Regions from separate parts of the Ovis aries genome. Here region 1 is linked to region 2. Evidence: chromatin contacts called from public Hi-C data. All regions are on one chromosome and are shown on one strand. The core of a region is the stretch at or near the end of the contact, and the rest is flanking DNA. Distances in the headings are between cores, read along the strand shown. Region 1 holds the start of TICAM2 (TIR domain containing adaptor molecule 2). Region 2 holds the start of CCDC112 (coiled-coil domain containing 112).

The links. Hi-C and Micro-C count contacts between places; a contact is called where the count stands out from the background.
Region 1: a Hi-C map of blood shows a contact between it and region 2, with 3 times the contacts expected there. The contact joins the promoter of TICAM2 here to the promoter of CCDC112 in region 2. A contact is called at or near these places in 13 of 16 Hi-C or Micro-C datasets (blood, hypothalamus, liver and 6 more).

What each region holds. Positions count from the first base shown.
Region 1 is chr7:4,447,081-4,451,223 of ARS-UI_Ramb_v3.0, reverse strand. TICAM2 (TIR domain containing adaptor molecule 2) reads left to right here and starts at 1,696. Exons shown (of 4, transcript XM_060418740.1): 1 at 1,696-1,763; 2 at 2,245-2,294; 3 at 3,769-3,850. It overlaps LOC132660149 (a long non-coding RNA gene), which reads right to left and starts at 1,563. Exons shown (of 2, transcript XR_009601397.1): 1 at 1,163-1,563.
Region 2 is chr7:4,133,649-4,137,315 of ARS-UI_Ramb_v3.0, reverse strand. CCDC112 (coiled-coil domain containing 112) reads left to right here and starts at 2,326. Exons shown (of 10, transcript XM_027971452.3): 1 at 2,326-2,611. The coding sequence starts at 2,498.

The DNA.
Region 1 (4,143 bases), core at 447-2,946, 310 kb before region 2:
ATGATTAGGATTGGAAGCCTGAGAGATGGTAGGATTACGATCTGGCTTTTCATCGTCTTAGATTACTTGGTTGTTTTTTGTTCTTCCTACCCTGCTTATTTAACTTATATGCAGAGTACATCATGAAAACACTGGGCTGGAAGAAGCACAAGCTGGAATCAAGATTGCCAGGAGAAATATCAATAACCTCAGATATGCAGATGACACCACCCTTATGGCAGAAAGTGAAGAGGAACTAAAAAAGCCTCTTGATGAAAGTGAAAGAGGAGAGTGAAAAAGTTGGCTTAAAGCTCAACATTCAGAAAACGAAGATCATGGCATCGAGTCCCATCACTTCATGGGAAATAGATGGGGAAACAGTGGAAACAGTGTCAGACTTTATTTTTGGGGACTTCAAAATCACTGCAGATGGTGACTGCAGACATGAAATTAAAAGACGCTTACTCCTTGAAAGAAGTTATGACCAACCTAGATAGTATATTGAAAAGCAGAGACATTACTTTGCCAACAAAGGTCCGTCTAGTCAAGGCTATGGTTTATCCAGTGGTCATGTATGGATGTGAAAAAAGCTGAGGGCCGAAGAATTGATGCTTTTGAACTGTGGTGCTGGAGAAGACTCTTGAGAGTCCCTTGGACTGCAAGGAGATCCAACCAGTCCCTTCTGAAGGAGATCAGCCCTGGGATTTCTTTGGAAGCAATGATGCTAAAGCTGAAACTCCAGTACTTTGGCCACCTCATGCGAAGAGTTGACTCACCGGAAGACTCTGATGCTGGGAGGGATTGGGGGCAGGAGGAGAAGGGGACGACAGAGGATGAGATGGCTGGATGGCATCACTGATTCGATGGACGTGAGTCTGAGTGAACTCCGGGAGTTGGTGATGGACAGGGAGGCCTGGCGTGCTGCGATTCATGGGGTCGCAGAGTCGGACACGACCGGGCGACTGAACTGAACTGAAACATTCAGTGGCGTTTCCGCTGCGATACAGAATCTGAGAAAGGAATCTTTCTCAAGGTGGCTTTGGGCCCGGCATGTGTGCGTGTGTGCGTTTAGGGGGCGGGGGGTGGTTACTGACGCGCCACCGTCCCTAACCAGGGATGTGGTTGATTGCTGCAGCCGTCAGTGAGAGAACCCCAAAGAGAAAGGAAAAGTCAAGGGACCAACCTGGAGGAACTGGAGAGTCGCTGTACCTCGAGGAGGGTCTTAGAGAGTTTGGGTGAAACTGGCTGTTTCTTTCCTTTATAGAGTCTAGAGGCTTCTGTTGGGAGCCCCGGGGCTTGCTGCAGGCTGTGTTTGGGCGCGCTGGGTAGACGCAGAGGCCGCGGCTGCAGCTCCCACCCCAGCGCCCAGGTCTGCAGGGAAGAGACAGTGGAGCCCTTCTTCCCTCCCAGCCTCCGAGTCGGCTCTCGCGGGCCTTTAAAAAACAGTAACACCAAGGCAGGAGTGCGGGCTGAACTCCCCTGCGCGAGCTCCTCTCCTTCGCCGTCCCGGCCGGCTCCTTCCCGCCGCCACCCGAAGACTTCCAGCCTGATGCACCCCGGCCTCCCCGCGGGTGGGGTGGGCCCGTAAACCTCCAAGCGGCGGCGCGCCCCCGAGGGGCGGGACGCGCCGGCCCCCGGACTTCCGCGCGCCGCGCTCGTGCCGCGGGCGTGGGGCGGGTCCGCGCCGCCGGCCGGCCGTCTCGACCCCCGCCCACCGGAAGTGGCCCAGCGCTCGGCGGGCGAGGCAGACGTCGCCGTGGGGCTCGGAGCAGCGCACCTCCCCGGCAAGTAGCCGGCGTCCGCGCGGGTGGGCCGGGGCCCGGGAGGGTCGGGCGCTGGGCGGGCCGCCACCTCGGGGAGCCGGGGGGTGGGGGAGCCGGCCGTCTATTCGGCTGAGTCGCCTTCCTCCGAGGGGAGAATCCCTCTCGAAACTCTACCTTTCTTGAAGCTTCATTTTAACTAGAAAACCTTTTTTTTTTTTTTTTAAGAAATCTCAGAACCCTAAGCAAAGAGCCCAGCGTCTCAGAAGGCTTAAAAGTTCTCCTGGTGGGAGTCTCCCCCAAGCACGCTTGAGTCTGTGCTGAAAGTTTTGGTTTTGGTTTGCTTATTTGGGACCTTGTCCAAAAGCTAATTTGGATGAAAAGAATTAGGGCTGGCAGCGGTGAGCTCGTTTTCAGTATTTGTTAGGACCTATCCAGTTTTTCATGGCAGTAAACTTTAAAAATATGGCCCGTTTTAACATCGTAATTAATGTGTTGGTTGCAGATGGAGTTAAGCAACTCACTGAAATCAAAAAGTAGATGAGCAGATACAGAGTAATGACTTACCTCCTCCTCCTGAAGCAAAATGAACATTCCTCAGATGTCCAGCTGTGTATTGGATCTTTTACACCTCATCTGTAGAGTCATTTGCTCCCTGTGATATTTTAAAAATTTATTCATTTAACAAATACCTCCTGATAAATCAGTTATCTGTGCGAGTTTTCACCTCCTATGAATCAGTTATTTGCTCCCTCCTCGATATTTTTTCTTTCATGTGGCTGTCAGGTCACCACTCTCTGAATGTCCTTCCGCCTCCCTGGCCACTCTATGTCTCCAGGCTTCTCCTCTTCTCAGCCACCACAGTTACACTGCTACGGTGTTGGGTTACTTTCTCCCAAGGCAATTTTTATCCCAAGCCATTTTTCATGACTCTAAATACCATCTATAAGCTGATGACTTCCAGATTTTTTTTTCTAGCTTCACTTCTCTCCTGAGCTCTAGATTAACATCTCGTATCTAGCTTAACATGTCCACTTGGAAGTCTGATGGGCAGTTAAATTTAGTGTGTTCCAAAAGAATTACTGACAGGCATCCACCCAGTCCTCTCTTCTGTTCTCTCATTTACCTTCCTTATCACAGGAAATGTTACTGCCCTCCATTGAGGCTGAAAGTCTAAGGGATTGTCATTTGACTCCTCTTTTCAGCTCAGACCCCACATGCAAGCATTCAGCGAACTGTTGACTCTGCCTTGGAAAGATAGCTCAAATCCTACCATAAGTTATGCGCTCTCTAACACAAACCACAATCCTCTTTTGCCCAGAAGACTGTGAGGACTGATCACATCTTCCCACCTCTACCCTTGCTCTTGTCTTCAGTGTTTCTCCAAACAGCAGCTAGTTTTAGAAATATCTAGTCAGAGCTTTCCCCTCTCTTCAGAACCTTCTGGTGGCTTCTCATCAGAATCATAAAAACAAAATTCTGACTGTGGCTACAGACCCTGTCATCACACCCCTGACTGCTTTCCTGCCGTCTCTCCGGCTTCCCCACCCTGCTCACTCGGCTGGAGTGGCTTTGATTTTGCTGCCATCCTCCTTGCCTGCAGGGGTCTCTACTGGACTGTCGCAGGCTGTACACCTTCACTTTACCCGTTCCCCTGTTCTGGCTTTCTGAAGGATTACTGCCTTAGTCCTGATGACATCCTCTCGACCCTTACTGTCTGGGTCAGTGGCTGTTAGATACCGAACAGTACTCTAATGTCGCGTGAAGCTGATGGCGTTTTTAAATCATTACTGGTTGCTAAAGCTCTCTAATATTAAAAGAGCACAAGCGTCTTTCTCCCAAGTCTCATTTTGACAAAATGTACAGTTTGCTCTTACAGTCTGCGTTTTTATAAAATGTTGTTTCTGGTTTGGAGAAGATTTGTGCTTTAAGGCCAGTTCTCATTTTGAAATATAGAAAATGAAAGGAAAATCCTCCATTTACTGGAAAGAATATGCAATTTTTTTCTTTTCCAATTTCTTTTCTTCAGTGGGAAGCAGTAGTCTCTGACTTGGAGCCTTGTTGAATGGTTCCAGAAGCAGGTCGTCATAACAGGAAGAAGAAAAATGAAGGTGCTTGTTCAGAGGTTATTATATGCATTTTTAAGTTGTGTAGTGACTAAGCCAGTACCACAGAATATCAAGTTTGCATAACAAAATTCAGTTCTCTCTTTAAAATATGTGGGAATGGAAATAAAAAGCAATATTTTCATCTTCTCAAAGAGCTGTTGGGGAATAAAAGATCATTTAATTTATAATGTTTATTTCCTATTTTAATCCAAGCAACTAGTTCTGTGATATTATCAGTAGTGTATATCCTACCTTCCTCTCTTTTAAAAGAATAGAAAAAACTTTTTTTCATGTCA
Region 2 (3,667 bases), core at 1,077-3,576:
CCTTATTTAGAAACCAGGTCTTTGCAGATGTAATAAAGTTAACATCAGGTCATATGGGATTAGAAAGAACCCTAATCCAATGACTGGTGCCCTTATAAGAAGAGGGAAATTTGGACACAGAGACACAGACACACAGGAGAGAAGGCCATGCAACCATACAGGCGACGACTGGAGTAACGTTTCCACAAGCCCAGGAATAATACTTCAGGTAACCAGAGATGGTAGGAGAGAGGCGTGGAACAGATTAACCCATTCTGAGTAGGGAGGAACTGAGGAACCAGGATCAAAGCCTGGCTGAGATGGTGGAGGAGATAATGAAGGTTATGAGATTCTTAACTGTTTTGTTTTGGGGAATTTTTCATCCTAACAAAACAGGAAAAATCTTAAAGCAGGTATTTTGCATATTGTTGCCACATTCCCTTAAGAGTGTCCAGTGGCCTCCCCATTGTCAAATCTAACCATCAGTTCTGTTGTCATGTCACAACCTCTGGGCAGCAGAGCACAGTTGATCATCCTCTCCTTTTTGAAACACTTCCTTCCATAGGATTGCAGACCTCCCCCCTTCTTACTGACCTCTCCCACCTTCCACGTCATATATGTTGGAGAGTTCTAGGCCTCACTTTCCAGACTCCAGTTTGTACTCTTCCTGAGCAGCCTCATTAGGTCTTTTACGATATTTTCTACATGGAGATGAAGACCAAATTCATATCTTTAGCTCCAGTCTTTGTCCAGGGCTCCAGCAGCATTTATCCATCTGCCTGTTTAACATTTCTACCCAGAGGATCTCTGGAGTCAGGCCACCCAAGCTTGTATTCTAGTTCCCACCTGTATGATCTTGTGTTACTTAACTATATCTGTGAGATGAAAATGATAATAGTACCTACTTCTCTAGATTATTTAGAACAGTGCTGGCACAAAGTAAATGTTCAGTAAATATGCTGTTTACTTGTTTGAAGTCACTGCTAGAAGTTTGGAAAGAAGGAATCTTGTGTGTTCACCTGATTCAACAGTTAATTTTCCAGGGCTGGCAGCTGGATATTGACTGAATGAATGATTTGATGAATGGATGAATCCATTCCTTTAAAGGAAGAAAATGCAAGGTAGCACAAACTAGCTGAATTGTGACTGGTTGCACATGCCTTGACTGGAGAAGTCATCTCTGCCTTTCCCCCCGCCACTTCCCAACACTGTATCTTTGGAATTTCTCTTCTCTTTGGCCAAGTCCTCGGAGTGGGCCATTCCTGCTTCTGATATCTGATGGGGTGGGGCATGCTCTGTTTTGTTTGTTTGAAAATGTGAAATATCGTTTATTGTTTAGGCTCATCAATCATGTTTTTTTCACTTTATACTGTTTCACCAGAACTTAACAGAAACCTACAAAAGTTCTATTTTGTAAAGTATCTATCTTTGTTTTTTTGTGAAGTTGCTCAGTCGTGTCTGACTCTGCGATCCCGTGGACTGCAGCCTACCAGGCTCCTCCATCCATGGAATTTTCCAGGATGGAAAAGAGTACTGGAGTGGGTTGCAATTTCCTTCTCCAGGGTAATCATCCTGACCCAGGGATTGAACCCAGGTCTCCCACATTGCAGGCAGACGCTTTACCGTCTGAGCTACCAGGGAAGCCCAAAGTACCTATATCTATGAATATATCGATACCTATATATATAATATATATATGACATGAATAAATTTAAGTATGACAGCGAAAGAGAGTGAATTTTCCTGGTAGTTAGGGAACCGGGGGCGAGGAGAAATATTTTTGCCGAGTAAGAGTAGATACATGGACGGTGATATATCAATACTACCGCGCCACACAGCACGGCACAGCCCACCCCAAGGCCCGGTCCCCACCCCGCCCCAGGCCCCCGCCCCTCGGCCCCCGGCCCCCGGCCCCCGGCCCCGGGTCCCGGGTCCCAGGCCCCCGGCGCCGGCCCCCGCGCCCCGCCCCGGTTCCGACCGCGCCCCGCCCCAGCCCCCGCCCCAGCCCCGGTCCCCGCCCCAGCCCCGGTCCCCGCCCCAGCCCCCGTCCCCGCCCCGCCCCGGTTCCGGCCCCGCCCCGGCTCCGGCCCCGCCCCGCTCCGGCCCCGCCCCGCGCTCCGACCCGGCCCCGCCTCGCTCCGGCCCCGCCCCTGCCCCGCGCTCCGCCCTCGCCCCTGTCCCGCGCTCCAGCCCCTGTCCCGCCCCAGCCTACGTCCCGCGCTCCGACCCCGCCCCGCGCTCCGGCCCCGCCCCGCTCTCCGGCCCCGCCCTGCGCTCCGGCCCCGCCCTGCGCTCCGGCCCCGCCCCTGCCCCGCCCCCCCCCCTCCCCGGCCCCGCCCTGGTTCCGAACCCGCCCCGCCTCGCCGCTCGGCCCGGCTCCGCCCCGCATCTCCGTCGCGCTCTGCATCCCTGTGGAGGAGCCCAGCCGCCCCGGCAGAGCCCGGATCTCCGCACGACCGAAGCCCGCCACTCCAGACCCGGGTGGCCGCCGCTGGAGCGCGCGGCGCGGCGTGAAAAGATGGCCGCCCTGACGACGGTTGTGGTGGCGGCGGCGGCCACCGCCGTAGCCGGGGCTGTGGCGGGGGCGGGCGCGGCCCCGGGAACCAGCGTGGGAGCCGCGGTGCCGCAACAGGTAAATAAATGGAGGAGGCAGAGGTGGGCCTGAGGGGGCTGCTGGCGCCGGAGGCGCGGGACGGGTCCCCGGCTGAACAGGTGTCCTCTGCAGCGCGGCCGGGAGGCGGGAGCCGCGGCCGTTAGCCTCCCTTCGCCCGGGGCCTGGCGCTTGCCAGCCTTGTGCTTTGTTCGCTCGTGCATTTTTAACTGCTGTTACGGAGCCCCCTCCCTGGTTGTTTGGGAGTGGAGGAAAGTCTGGGTGGAAACCCTGGCTCTGCCTCTGTGATAGGAACACACTTAACCTCTCGTGACTCCGTTTCTTCTCTAAGCGTTGGATCTGATCATACGCACCTTCCTGAACCCTGCACCTTGTCTGGGAAGCCCCTGGTACAGTGCTTGGTTGGAGAGAGAGTCAGTGCCCAGTGGCTGATGGCTGCTCTATTATTGTGTCAGCGCTGGGAACACAAGGAGGAATCAAACTGGGATGGTCTCCGAGGCAGATGTGTTTCCAGAGATCTCCTTGGGACCCCTTTCTCTGCAGTAAGGATTAGGAGATTCCCGGAAGAGGATCGTTGGAGCCAGCAGCTCTTGTCAAAGATCTCGACTCCTCCGCATTCTCTCACAGCCCACACCCAAAGCACAGGCAATTCCTGTCTGCCCTACCTTCAGAATAAGTCAAGAATCCCACTTCAAGCACTACTACCCATGTCCACGCCATCATTTCTCCCTTAGCAGAAACACTTTCTTAGTTGGTTTCTATTCATCCACTCTTGCCTTCCTGACATATTCACAACAACCAGACCATTCAGGAATGACACTTGTCTGCCCAGATCCCTCAGAGTGAAAGCAGACGTTTTCACCATGTTCCACACCTTAGACTCTACAGGGCCTCTGAGCTGCCCCCAAGATCTCCCTGTCACCTCATCTCCAGTCCCCTGCTCTGGGTCTGCTGCAGTCATACTGGCTTCCTGTGGTCCTTCAGACAGGCGAGCACACTCCTGCCTCAGGAGCTTTGCAATTGCTGTTCCCTCTGCTTGGAATGCTCTTCCTTCCTGGTCTCACGGCCAGCACCATC